Linked DNA regions of Mus musculus: regions 2 and 3 are each linked to region 1. Evidence: chromatin contacts called from public Hi-C data. All regions are on one chromosome and are shown on one strand. Each heading gives the region's core, a stretch centred on a gene start, on an enhancer-like site or on the middle of the called end of the contact. The rest is flanking DNA. Distances are from core to core; before and after follow the strand shown. Region 1 overlaps Kif28 (kinesin family member 28). Region 2 overlaps Cnst (consortin, connexin sorting protein). Region 3 has its middle 18 kb from the start of Sccpdh.

Evidence for each region. A called contact is a pair of places that touch in the nucleus more often than the background predicts.
Region 2: a Hi-C map of the G1E-ER4 cell line shows a contact between it and region 1, with 2.2 times the contacts expected there. The contact joins two enhancer-like sites. A contact is called at or near these places in 7 of 484 Hi-C or Micro-C datasets (the CH12 cell line, the G1E-ER4 cell line, cochlea and 2 more), 1 of 115 datasets of contacts at active chromatin or transcription factors (embryonic stem cells) and 2 of 9 other capture datasets (adipose tissue and embryonic stem cells).
Region 3: a Hi-C map of the G1E-ER4 cell line shows a contact between it and region 1, with 4 times the contacts expected there. The contact joins two enhancer-like sites. A contact is called at or near these places in 2 of 15 datasets of contacts at CTCF or cohesin (the G1E-ER4 cell line and embryonic stem cells), 15 of 484 Hi-C or Micro-C datasets (the CH12 cell line, the G1E-ER4 cell line, MC3T3-E1-derived osteoblasts and 6 more), 2 of 115 datasets of contacts at active chromatin or transcription factors (both in embryonic stem cells) and 1 of 9 other capture datasets (embryonic stem cells).

The regions. Positions count from the first base shown.
Region 1 is chr1:179,713,641-179,718,190 of GRCm38.p6, reverse strand. It overlaps Kif28 (kinesin family member 28), which reads left to right. Exons shown (of 23, transcript NM_001370897.1): 8 at 1,412-1,479; 9 at 4,212-4,318. Among named protein-coding and RNA genes, the nearest start is that of Kif28, 29 kb to the left of the region's middle. Within about 2 kb of position 2,225, at least 11 of the 459 cell types and tissues checked have an H3K27ac peak or open chromatin away from gene starts, as enhancers often do. A contact at or near this core is called in the G1E-ER4 cell line, where this site is marked.
Region 2 is chr1:179,626,809-179,631,358 of GRCm38.p6, reverse strand. It overlaps Cnst (consortin, connexin sorting protein), which reads right to left. Exons shown (of 11, transcript NM_146105.3): 11 at 3,886-4,550. Among named protein-coding and RNA genes, the nearest start is that of Sccpdh, 39 kb to the left of the region's middle. Within about 2 kb of position 2,763, at least 21 of the 459 cell types and tissues checked have an H3K27ac peak or open chromatin away from gene starts, as enhancers often do. A contact at or near this core is called in the G1E-ER4 cell line, where this site is marked.
Region 3 is chr1:179,648,302-179,652,851 of GRCm38.p6, reverse strand. No RefSeq gene overlaps it. Among named protein-coding and RNA genes, the nearest start is that of Sccpdh, 18 kb to the left of the region's middle. Within about 2 kb of position 2,366, at least 25 of the 459 cell types and tissues checked have an H3K27ac peak or open chromatin away from gene starts, as enhancers often do. A contact at or near this core is called in the G1E-ER4 cell line, where this site is marked.

The sequences.
Region 1 (4,550 bases), core at 976-3,475:
AGTCTCTATATAGTAAGGGAATTTGTTGATGACTTGCAGTCTGTAGTCCAACTCCCCAACAATGGTCAGCAGCAGCTGTGAATGGAAGTCCAAGAATCTAGCAGTTGTTTAGTTCCACAAGGCAAACAGGAGAAGAGAGAGGGTATATCTTCCTTTTTCTAATGTCCTTATGTAGGTCTCTAGCAGAAGGTGTGGCCCAGATTAAAGGTGTGTGTTACCATGCCTTTAAACTCAGATGACCTTAAATTTAGAGATCTCCCTGTCTTAATCTTTTAGAATTCATAGCCACCATGCCTCAAGATCTCCATGTGAAGATCCAGGTCAGAAACTTGTTATCTCCCAGCCTCCAGATTAGGGACACTGGTGAGCTTTCCAATTCTGGATTGTGGTTCATTCTGAAAGAACCTAGTGGGGAAACCCCCACTCATTTTCCGTTTGGCGCGCACCCAAGAATCACGAACAGACAACCATCTTGATGTAAAAGCATGAGGTAGATTAATGACGGAGCTCCGGGCCGACCCGTATCTCCCGCAGGAGACAGAGGTGTCGACCACATGGTGGAGCCATAATGGCGGAGCTCCGGTTCGAAAAGTATCTCACACAGGAGACAGTGGTTTCGACCCCGAGGCTTGGAAGCTAGGGACTTTTATAGAAAAGGGGTGGGGCTGGGGGAGGAATTTGCGTGGTTTCACATGATTGGTCCATTTAAACATCAACAGACTGTCAGAAGGGCGGGAGATAGGGAGGTACCAGGCCAGTCAGGACAGGTATCGATGGGCCTGCCCGGGCATGTCCCGGCCTGTTCTGCTATTTTTTCAGCCCCAGGTTTTAAAGCTCACAAACAACTCTTTGGGCTACTTGACATACATTACATGAATCACAAGTCTCAAGTTTTATTTTCTTTTAATTCCAGATATAGTCAAGTTGACAACCAGGAATAGCCACTACAATTACATAAAATGTTTTGTGAATATTAGTTTCTTTTTTTTTTATCAGCACGTGTGTTCATGAGGTGTCTGTGTATGCATAGGTGGGAATGTCCATGTGTGTCTGTGTGTGCATGTGTGTGTGTGTGTTTGTGTGTGTGTGTATAAAGGACAGACAACCTCAGGAGGGTCATCCTCAGGAATGTCATCTACTTCCTTTGAGACTGGGCTTCTTGTTGGCCTGGAGCTCACCAATTAGACCACTGGCCAGTAAGCTCCATGGGTCCTCCTGCCTCTGCTTCACAAGTGTGCTCCAGTACATGTGGCATATTTATATGGGTTCTGGTATCAAACTCAGTACCTCATGCTTGCAAAGCAAGTACCCTACTGTCCGTGTCATTCTCCCAGCCCCAATGTTAGCTATTGTAATAGCATCGATGGTAATAAACTCCTGATGACCTAAGTCTGCTCCGGGGCCTTTCCAGATTGCAGCCCTAAGTCCAGCTGACATCTGTTATGAGGAAACCTTGTCGACACTGAGATATGCTGAGAGGTGGGTAGCTTGTGGGGGGTACCTAGTCATCATGTTCTGTGTCCTGAGTCACAACCCTGTTCAGCTCTACTTGATGGCTTGGTGTTTGGGCTGGGGGTCCAGTGGGGAGGACCAAGTGGCCCGGGAGAGGGGAGGAGGGGCTGGAGGGTGGGCTTGACAGTAAGGACGCAGGGATAAACACGGCAGTTGTTCTTGCTGTTCTCACAGGGATAATCACAAATTACATCATGGACCTTAAAGGTGGTAGTGTGTGGCCTTTAATCCCAGCATCTGGGAGTCTGAAGCAGGTGAATCTCAGTGAGTTAGAGCTCCAGCCAGCTAGGCAACAAAACCCTACAGTGCAGTTGTGCTTCTCCTAAGGGACCTTCAGACACTTCTCAGCCAGGGTCCCTTCCCAGCCTTCGTGGCTCAGAGGCAGTACCTTTTCACACCGCATTTTCTCCCAGTATCTGTAATGCAAGCTCAGATCTGTAGGTGGAACTCAGGCTTTAGGAACATTCTAGATGTTCTTCTCCCACCTGTTGCTGCAATTTTTGTTGTGTGTGTGTGTTTTTTTAAACATTTATTTACTTATTATATGTAAGTACACTGTAGCTGTCTTCAGACACCCCAGAAGAGGGCATCAGATCTCATTACAGATGGTTGTGAGCCATCCATCGTGTAGTTGCTGGGTGCTCTTAACTGCTGAGTCATCTCTCCAGCCCTCTTTGCTGTGTTTTATCAAAGGTGGCATAAGGTTGTGGGAGGGAGCAGCTCAGTGGCCCCAGGCCACCGAGGCGTTCCCCTGAGGGGACATGCCTAGTACATGCGACAGGCCTGGTACAAAAGGAAGTTTATTGGGGGAAGAGATGGGGACCTGGGAAAGGGGTAGAGACAGAGAAAGGAGGGGGACAGAAAAGGATGGGAAGAGAGAGGAGAGAAGAGAAGAATAGGAGACGGACAGAGAGATGGAGGGAGAAAGATGGAGAGATGTGGAGGGAGAGAAGGGTGAGGGGAGGAGGGAGGAGAGGGGCAGGGAGAAAGCTGGAGTAGCTAAGTAGTTCTTATGCGGGGGTGGGGGGGTTGAGGGGGCTGGGGGGGTTGGCTTGTGAAGGAAAATAAAATATTGTAACTTGTGAGTTTAAGAGCCCATGGCCCCAGCCTGGGACTAAGAACAAAGCAGAACAGCCCCCAGGCATGCCAGAGCCGGGCTGTTGATTAAGGCATTCCTAAGAACATCTTGACTGTAGGCTGTTGATTAAGGCATTCCTAAGAACATCTTGACTGTAGGCTGTTGATTAAGGCATTCCTAAGAACATCTTGACTGTAAAGATAAAAAGGTATGCAAGGACCAGCAGGGCTATATTATCTAAGTCAACACCATCTGGCCAGAATCTCCCCTCTGTCTATTGCCCCTTGACGCCGGGTAAAGTCATACATCAACTGGTTGCTATGTGAACAAAGATAAGCCCCCAGCCCACAGGAACAAAGTCCTGATGCCCTGTGTTCTTTCTGTTAATGTTTGAATAAGCCAATAGTGTGTCGCTATGCTGAATTCCACACCCCTGAGCCCATTACCCCATAAAAGCCCCTGGCTTTCGAGCCTCGTGGCCGACATCCGTTATCTCCTATGTGGGATGCATGTTGGTCCGGAGCTCCGTAATTAAACGTCCTCATGTAATTACATCAAGATGTCTGTTCGTGATTCTTGGGTGCATGCCGAGAATCGGGTGGGGGGTTCCCCACTAGGTTCTTTCACTTGCACCTGGCATGTGGCTGGCTAGGCAAGCTGTCCCTGGGTAACTGTTGGGCTAGTAGATTTCTGGGAGGGGTTGTGCACAGAGGGGCTCTGGGTTCTATCCACTCTGTCCTGGACTTTGGGCTTGGTGCAAGCCTCATTAGAATCTGTTTAAAATTTCTTTTTTCTTTTTTTTTTTTAAGATTTATTTATTACTATATGTAAATACACTGTAGCTGTCTTCAGGCACACCAGAAGAGGGAGTCAGATCTTGTTACGGATGGTTGTGAGCCCCCATGTGGTTGCTGGGATTTGAACTCTGGACCTTCGGAAGAGCAGTTGGGTGCTCTTACTCACTGAGCCATCTCACCAGCCCCTGTTTAAAATTTCTTTTGTGAAATAAAATGGCAAAGGCTTGAGACAGCTGTGGCGGTGAAGTCCTGTGGTAAAGCAGGTCTAATCCCCAACATCAAGATAAAAATAGCATAAGATACTCAGTTAAATTCAAATTTTAGATGGAGAGTAAGTCAGGTATGCCTGAGTTTCTGTGGTGACATGGGAGGTGGGGGCAGGAACAGAAACCCTGTGAGTTGACCGCAGCCTGTGGCACATAGTGGGGCAGTTTGCCTATGGCTCCCTGGGTTCTAATTGTTGATGAAGCACATTCTTGGATTAGCCAAGAGTGTTCAGGACCCAGGATGTTCAGGGGCCCAGCACAGGGACTGGGCTGAGCTTAGTGAATTTGTGTGAAGCATGTAGGTTACTGAGATCAGCTTTGGTCTTCATGCTTGCAGATATGTCTAGCCTGTGACCCACAGGCCCACAATGTAAATATGGCCCAAGAAATTTGTAGATGACAATGTAGTGTCACAATGTCAAAAGGCTAGGCACACCAGGTAGCGAGAGCTGACATGGTTTCACCCGGGATCTCAGCTTGCCTGCTGTTACCCCAGGGCTGGTGCTAAAGCTCTGACTGCAAAAGGGCCTGAGAGTGTGTCTGCCATTGCAAATGCAGGGCTAAGAAGGTTCGCAACAGAGCGGTGATCAACACCTGTCCACTGGCGAGAGCTTCCAGGGCCGAGAACGCACTGCTGCTTGGATTCAGGGGCGCTGGAGCAGCAGGTAAATCAAGTCAGGAGGCCAAGCTCAGCCCCTCCTAGAGTTGGATGACACCCAGGGGCTAGGACGGAGGGGTGACTTGTAGAGCAGCTGGTCTGGGGAGGGAGAGCTGGCCAGGCAGTTGGGGTGGGAGGGAAGGCCTAAGTTTTGTTAAGGGTTTTAACAAAGTGACTCAAGGGGCTGGTGAGATGGCTCAGGAGTTAAGAGCACTAGCTGCTCTTCCAGAGGTCTTGAA
Region 2 (4,550 bases), core at 1,514-4,013, 87 kb after region 1:
CTGAGAGACTGTACAGACTCAGGAGGTAGCTGTGGCCCATACAATGTCTTCCTACACGTGAACCCACTCGGACTCAGTCTGCACTGATTGGTCTCCTTGGCCATGTTTTGAAGTTTTCAGCACATAATAAGCCCGTCTTTTTTTTTTTTTTTTCTAAAGTTATTTATTTATTATATGGAAGTACACTGTAGCTGTCTTCAGACACACCAGAAGAGGGTGTCAGATCTCGTTACGGATGGTTGTGAATTACCATGTGGTTGCTGGGATTTGAACTCAGGATCTTCGGAAGAGCAGTCAGTGCTCCTAACCCCCGAGCCATCTCTCCAGCCCTAGTCCAGTCTTTTAAATGCTCCTGTGAACAAATCTTTTTCAGATCATTAATCGAGATGCATAGAAACAACAGATTGTGTGTGTGTGTGTGTGTGTGTGTGTGTGTGTGTGTGTGTGTGCATGACCTTGAACTCGGCAACACCTTTGAATTTGTCAGTCTGGAGCTTTCATGTGGCTTCTTTGCTGTCATCTGTGAAGTTTTCCTTCCTGTCTTCCAAACTGGATGTCTGTTTCTCCCATCTACTTTCTTCAACTTTATCTTCCTTGCTATGCTGAGCAGTGATAGAGAACGGGTACCCTTCCTCCTTCCTGATAGATCACAGCTCAGCCTTTTAGCATCGCTACCTGCACATTCCTCAAAGCCCTTCAAAGACCCTCCTAGTCTTTTCCTAATCTTCGTTTAATCACAAAAGAACGATCGATACCTTTTTTACACCCATAATTTTCCATATGGTGACCATAATTTCCCACCCCCATATGTTCTACCAATGTCACACCAAATTCCTTATGTAGAACTGTCCTTGCACTGTCTGTCTGTCCATGCAGTCTGGACATTTTAAGTGTGCAGAGGAAGCTCGCTCATTTGCATTTTCTTGGTGACTTTTAAGAGTCAGTATCTTTTCATGTACTCATTGGCTATTTATATGTTCTCTCTTATGAGGCCTTTCAAAGTTGTCATAATTCTGAATATATATATGTATATATATATATATATATATATATATATATATATATTCTAAATTTATAAGGTCTTCAATGAATTCATTGTGAGGCTCTGACTGTCAAACCTAATGACTTGAATTTGATCCCCAGGACCAAATGGTGGAAGGAAAGAACTGACTTTTAAAAGTGTCCCCGGCTTCCACACACACATGGGCAAGGACCCACTGCCCACACCAACACAACTTTACAAAAACATTGTGACTATTGTCTTGCATCTGATTACTGCCTCTCATTTTCCTAACATTATATGAAAAGCACATTTTTAAAAAGTCCAACTATCACTTCCCTTTTACCCTCTCTTACTGTGCTCTAAGAAATCCCTTTTTATACAAAAGTTACCAAGCTAATCCTGGGTTCTTCTAGTGACCCTATAGTTTTAGGTTCCAGGCCTGAAGCCTATTCATTTCAGATTTAATTGTTTATGCTAATTAGTTTCACGACTAGACGTGCAATTTTGACAGTGTTATTTGTTGAAAGGGCCTGGCTCCTTTGTGGATCACTTGGGTGTGCTCATGTGGCCTTTAGGTCTCCCTAGACACCAGTCTGACTGCTGTAGAACAAAACGTTGAAAAACAGGCAAAGGGCCTCCAACCATCTTCTAGGTCAGCTGTCTCTCAAGCATTTTAAACTGTCAATTTCTAAAAATTGCTGCAATTTGAATTTGAATCATGTCTGTTACCTCTATGAACAATTGGCTCTGTGAATGGCCAACAGTCTATTACTGAGCCATATACTCGGTTTGGTTTCTTGAGACAAGGTCTCAATGTGTAACCCAGCCTAGGTTGTCACCTTCAAAAACACAGGCGACAATCTCTGGCTGGTCTGGGAATAACCAACTAGGCTGGCTGGCCAGGAGACGTGGGCATCCTCCTGCCTCTACTTTCCTACACAGAGACTGCAAGTGCGTTTTCACGTGGGATCCTGAGGTCCTTGTATTTACTGGCCAGGCAGGTGCTTTACTGGCTGAGCTGTCCCTGCCTCTCTGACTCTGTCCTAGCAACTATTTTCTTTAAAAGATTTTGGACATAGTGGTGGACTAGCAATAGTGACTTTAGCTTCTTGGTTTTCTCACTGTCTTTATCTTGTTTCACTATTGGTCTCATAAAATGGGCCAGCAGTACTTTTTTTTTTTTTAAGAGCATTTTGTGCCCTGAGTACTTCTTAAATGACTGCCATATTGACTGGCAACACTCTCTAGCCCTAGTTTTCCTTGTGAGGTGGTTTTCAATTCAGGGCAATTAAGACTTTACTTATTTATCTGACACTGTCTTGTGCACAAGGGGCAAACAAGCACCAGCCTGAACCCTTCTGTTTTGAACAGCAAGCTTTGGCTGAGATGATTCCCACTGCTAGAAACCTGCCTGCTACCAACTGAGCAGTGCTCACAGCGGCTGTGATGCAGTACTGGTTACATAGTAACCACCAGACCTTTGGCAGTCAGGAAAGATGGCTGCTTGACTTTCCTATCAGCTGCTGTGAGTTCCTTTATTCCCAACAGTGCAGAATGAAAGAACTTGAATTTCCAATCCTCTAGGTAGCACGTTGTTACCTAGTTTCTTTTTGGTTCCTTCTTTACAAATACATTCCCTTATCAGACGCAAGCTCTTTAAGCCGAGTGGGGCCCCCAGCCCTCTCACTGTGCTTACAGGGCTGGCAATCTGATGTGTGTAAGGGGGCAGAAGGCAGCAAACACGAGCTGCTCAGCACCAGACACAAAGCCACGCCCAGCTTACTACATTGCTATTAAAGTCCAAAAGCCCCAGAGGCACTCGTACAGTCTCTGCAGGTGCAGGTCATGTGAGGGAAACAGAAGTGTAGTGGAGCCGAGCATCACCAAACCTGTGGCTTAGAGATGTACATGTGCTTATTCAGACACAGAATGCATCAATGTCAAAATACTACAAACGCCACACAAGATCAACTGTGCCCAAAGCAATGAGAGCTTACAGAGGTCTGCCTGCTAGCAGTAGGATGAAGAACCCAGCCTCTCGAAGGGGATGAGCAGGGACGGAGGGGAACAAGAGTGTACCAGGTAATGAAGATGCTCAAAATGCATTATCTACACGTATGCAAGTGTCATAATGAAACCCAGTATTAATAGATGCTAATAATGAAAAATAACCCGCCTATGTATGGGGAGTGAGTGTCACAAAGGCCAGTGTCAGGAAAGGAGGTCACCAGCCGAAGGCTTCTTTGGTCTCCATTTTCCCTCTGTTCAACACCCACCGCCCCACCCTGGCCCCACCCAGTCCTTCCTCACTGCTCCCCTTAGGCTATGTTGTCCTGCCATTCAGGAGACCCAAATCACATCTGCCCTTGCAAAATAAGCCTGACCTTCAAACTTCAGCTCCTCAGCACCTCTCACACCCCAATTCACAGACTGATAAAATCAGACTCTGGACTTGATTTTCAAGTCTAAAAGGATGCAGCACTTGAGAGTGGAGCCTGGTTACTAGTCAGGCAGAGAGGTATTTTAAAAGCTGAGAACTGTTACTTAGGGACGTTACGATGTCCTCAAAATAGAGGTGATAAGATGGCTCAGTGGGAGAAAGCGCTTGCTCTCAAGCGCATGACCTGAGTTTGAGCCTCTGGACCCTAATGGTGGAAGGAGAGAAGCGACTCCGTTAAGTGTTCTTCTGACCTCCACATGGACACTGTGGCACAATTGTGGTCCCTCCCCAAAATATGTGAATGTAATTAAAAAAAAAAAAGACTTGCTCCAAATAGCTGGCATCTCCTTCAGGGACTGGCCCGACCTCTGGCATTATAGTTTGCTTTCAAGCACGTCCCCCAACACCCAAAGGGTTCAAATAAATTCTCGGAGACATTTTGTTGGTGTAGATTTTAAATTACAAGCTTGATTTGACACCCTCAAATACAGTTCTTCAGAACTCTAGGTATAAATAGTTGTCAGTACTTTCAAATGAGAGGAGGAGTGACATTTCAGCATAGTTGTCTGATGCTTGTACGTAGGATAGCATCCTCTCACCTGCAGGGGGATACTCCAATTCATGCAATAAATGACCATTACAGGTTTCAAAGGTACCCTAGGTTTTCTAGGTGAGAGTTCACACCCACTTTAGGTCACGAGGTCAGTCTGCTCCCGATCACTCTGGTTCCCCGAGTGGTGAGCACCGGCTCCTTGGATACACAACTGGGTCACTGGTTAGCCAGGTATCATTTCAGCCCTTTCTTTTACTGGATTCTCCCAGGAAACCCAGGGTTTTGGAAATGTGGCCAAGGTGGCTGAGAGGCAAATACAACATCAGAGATCACACGGGACTCTGAGTGACCGAAAAGAGGTGAACAGGAGGGAGATTTGAACTTTTCTTGACATAAAATTGGCAGAAACAAAGATCATCAAATCCCCGCAGCTAGAAATCATGAGGGTGAAATGTCTGTGTATCGAGAGGAGCCTGCACAGATGACCTCGCTCGTGGCTCCTATAGAACCACTGTTCCAGGATGATGGGACCTATGTTACATATGATATGAATA
Region 3 (4,550 bases), core at 1,117-3,616, 65 kb after region 1:
GGCCTCAAATTTTCTTCCCATCCTTCTCTCTCTGCCTACTGAATGCTGGGACTACAGACTCACACCATCTACCTAAGCTTCTAACCGGGCACTTTTTAGAGCCACTGAAGCATTAAGCAAACACAAAAGGCCAGTTTTGCTTTTTTGCTGTTTTCCCTATTTTTGTGTTACTGTATGAGGGGCATTATGGACACAATGTAAGCATCACCAGTGGCAGATTCCACTCCTCTTCCTGCTTAGCCACAGAATTGTGCATGCATGTGTGTCATAGGGGATGTGCAAGCACCCTCGGTAGGCATTGTGAAGTGCTTACGAGCATCTAGCAATCAACATTAATGGGGAATGTTTATCTACTTGGTGCTCCCCTCAGAGGCACCTGAGCATCTGTAGTAGTCGGGGTTCTGAGTGGAACTAACAGAAGGGGGTGCTACAGGGCTGCAGGGCCAGTGCAGATGTTCCTGGTTCCTTCCCTTACTGGGCAAGAAGCACATGCCGCCACCCCCACCCCCACCCCCCACCCCCACCCCCCACCCCATCACCCCATCACGAATGCTACAGTTTGTTTACACATTTCTCTCTCTGTTTCACACACATCGAGTGCTACCAAGCTAAGAAACAGAAACTGGTCATGGCGAACACTGGTTTCCTGACCCCTTGCTTAGAGCCACAGGTCTGGATGGAGCTGGAGGCAGAACGCTTATGGCTTGCGAAGAAATGTCAGTTATATGGTGAGATGGAACCTGGTGTAACTTGTAGGTCAGGGACAGCTGAAAGACCCACAATGTGAGGGCTCCCCCACGTTCTGACTCAGGAGAGGCGACACCCCAAAATCACCCACAAGAAACGGGTCTTGCTGCAAATTGCAAGAGGATTTTTATTCAAGAGCGCTCTCGGGCCCATGGTCATACACCACGCAGGGGTAGAGGACCGTGGCGCCCCGAGTAGCTGGGTAAGGGGGTATTTAAAGGAAGAAACCGAAACTCAAGGAAGTGGGGAGGACGTTGTTGGAAGATACCAAAGATACCAGTTAAGAGTCACAAGGAAGTGTAAAGTTACAAGAGTCACAAGGAATACCTGGTAATTGTTAACTCTCAAGACAGCTTCTAAGAGCCTCTAACAATAGCACATTTGCATTGCAGGTTCTGGTAATGGTCAGGGTGACTTTCTTTGAATGAGCGCTCTTTGAACCCAGGAAGCGGGTGGGTGGAGGAATGTCGCTATCTCTTTTATGATTAGCATACCTTTACAAAGGCCACATTCCCAAGCCTGGGCCTAAAGGCCTAGAATTCTGTTTTTACGTTGTTATACTTTCACAGCCACAGCGAGGCAAAGCGGTGGCCTGAGTTTCAGAGTCTGTAAGGACCTCAGAAGCAAGAAGCTTCACCCCCCCCCTTTTGAAAGTGACAGTCATGATGCCACTTCATGGATGATATAAGTGGTGTCAGCCACCATCTGGCACAAGGAAGGAAAAGTGTGGGGAACAGGCTGCAAATGAGCTAAGAAAATGCCTGAGAGCAGAAGATGGCAGGCTTATGGTTGGCACCAGCTCACCTGGCTACGGCAGTGACCTTGGACATGCCACTCACAGACTCCGACCTCCTGCTTTTTCCCAGAAGGAAGAGTTAATTCTTGCTTTGTTGGGAAGGATGTATTTTGCAGGAATTAGGGCTGGGTAAAGTCTGAGTTCACTTTCTGACTCAGCCACTTTCTAAGTGTGTGCCTGTGGGATGTTTCTGAATTCCGTTCTTCTATGTACAACCTCATAGATCTGATATGAACTTAAGGCAGGTAACAGTTTTCACCAGGTCCTGGAACACAGAGGGTCTCAGCTAATGTTGGTTTCCCCTTCTTAACTCCTGCAGCCTTTGCTACCAACAGACACAGCCCAAACGTGTACCCTGCTTGTATTCTTTAGGAAGGATGTTTGTTGGCCTTGTTGCCACAAAATTTCAGATTTCAGGAGGCCAAGGGACATGTTGCCTAGCACTGAGTTCAGCACACAGTCGGCACCGAACAAACAAATCTCTGTGCCAGACAAAGGGACAGAAAAAGCACAGACCTTGACACATCCACCCGTCAGGCTGATGTTGGAGAACATCAACCAGTTCTTCCCGAAATGTTCCTGGGAACAGTGGCCCCATGGCTGCTAATGGGGAAGGAACGGACACAGTCACCTACACAACAGAGTGAGTGGAAAACCTTTCTTCTGCCTGTTGGTTACTTTTCTGTGGCTGTAATAAAATGCTGCCACCAAGAGCCAGTTATAGAAGAGCGAGGGATTTTGTTGCTTGCTTTGGGGCTGATGTTTCCAGAGGGTTATCTGGCAGCGGCAGGAACAGGAAGCTGAGGAAGTGGGGTGGGGTTGTAGACACTGATGTACTTCCTCCAACAAGGCCACCCTGCTCTCGGGAGGTGCTCTAGTGCTGCCTTTGGAGAGAGGCTTGTTGTTTGTTTTTGAGACAGGGTCTCCTATAACACAGCTTGGCATTGAACTCACCAAGAATGACTTTGATGTCGGATCCTCCTTCCCTTCCCCCAACTGCTGGGGTAGCTGTGTATCACCATGCCCGGAGATGTGCATAGCATCAAACCCAGGGCTCTGCAAATGCTACGCAAGCTCTGACTGTGAACTTGAGCTACATCTGATGTGTTTATAAAAAGATAAAGAGAGGAGAGATATGTTCTATGGAAGTGTAGTGAGGTATGGGGGGAGGGGTGCCTCCTCGGGCCCATGCCAAGGCACCCCTTCCTCCCTGAGTGACCAGCCACAAGATGGTATAGTATAGAATCGAGTTTATTCAGGGCATGGGGAGGGGAGTTAAGAGGGTGGTAGAGTCAGGGAAAGGCAGAGAGAGGGAGAGAGTAGAGGAGTAGAGGCCAGCCGTGAGCACGTGGAAGCAGTGAAAGAGCAAGAGAGAAACAAGAGAGGAGCAAGAGAGAGAGGAGGGGGCAAGCATCCCCTTTTATAGAGGGTCAGGGCTACCTGGCTATTGCCAGGTAACTGTGGGGTGGAGCTTAGACAGAATGCTAACAGCATCCCTCTCGTTCTGAATCCCCTCTTTGTTGTTGTTGCTTTTTATTCTTTTATTTTTTCTAGACAGGGTTTCTCTGTATATCTCTGGCTGTCCTGGAACTCATTCTGTAGACCAGGCAGGCCTTGAACTCACAGAGATCTGCCTGCTTCTCCTTCAGCCTCCTGAGTGCTGGGATTAGAGATGTGTGCCACAGTTGCCCTGCCAGTCCTGATTTCTAAATGTGTTGTAAAAAATCCTCAGCTGACCATCCCAAAAACTGTTTCAGATAAAGGGAGAAGGTGGCCCTGTGGTTCCTTATCAAAGGGCCCTGTACAAGGAGTGATCATAAGGCCAGATGTTTCTGAGAGATCTGTTTCTTAGGGGATGATATGAGAAGACGGGTGATGCACAGACACTTCTGCGTCCTTGTCTCAAACCTGGAGCCTGCAGCCTGTGGCACGAATGCCTGAGAGGAAGCCCTCATTCAATGCCTGGGCTGTGGAATCCACTTCAGTGTGGGAAAGCACGCATGATGCGTGCCTGCCACTCTGAGCTTTCACGGAAAACAAACTCACAGAGCTATTTGATCACCGCCCTCTGGAATCATGAAGGCACAACCTGTGTAACAGGAAGCAGGTCACCAACTAATCTCTTCAGAGTGGCGAGAAATGCACCTGCAGATCCCATGAAGATGAGAGAGAGGTCCAGCTTGACCCCTCCTGCTAACCTGCCCCCCCCCACTCCCCTCAAAACTGGAGACACAACAAAGGTTGGTTGAGTGGGCTATGCATTTGCTTTCAGAGTAAATTAACTATGATCTGGCTGTACCTAACAAAGTGGCAAAATCACCAAGCCCCCTAGTTCTTTTATTGACATTATCTTAGCGGTTGATGGTTGCCATAGAAACCAGCAGAGTGTCAAGTCTTCTCTCTCCCAGCCAGAGGAAGACCTGAAGTTATTCTGATCTGGGCCTTTTAAAAATAGAACCTGCCTCGGGGCTGGTGAGATGGCTCAGTGGGTAAGAGCACCCGACTGTTCTTCCAAAGGTCCGGAGTTCAAATCCCAGCAACCACATGGTGGCTCACAACCATCCGTAATGAGATCTGACTCCCTCTTCTGGAGTGTCTGAAGACAGCTACAGTGTACTTACATATAATAAATAAATAAATCTTTAAAAAAAAAAAAAAAAAAAAAAAAAAAAAAAAATAGAACCTGCCTTGATCTTTGAGGGAGAAGCCTCAGAGTTCTCCCTCAAAGTTCTTGAAAATGTTTTTGCCATGTGCTTTTATTATTATTATTATTTGCAATTTGCTTATATTAAAATTTTTAATTAAAAATGGAAAGACAAAATGTTTGGGGGCTGGGGAAATGGCTCAGCAGGTGTAGTCCTTGCCTTGCACACACAAGGACCTGAATTTGATCCCCAGGACCAGTGTTTAAAATGCTACATTGTAGCACACGTGTAATCCCAGCACTGGGGAGGGCAAGGTAGGCAGATCTGTGATGGTCACTGGCCAGCCAAGCTAGCCTAGCAGG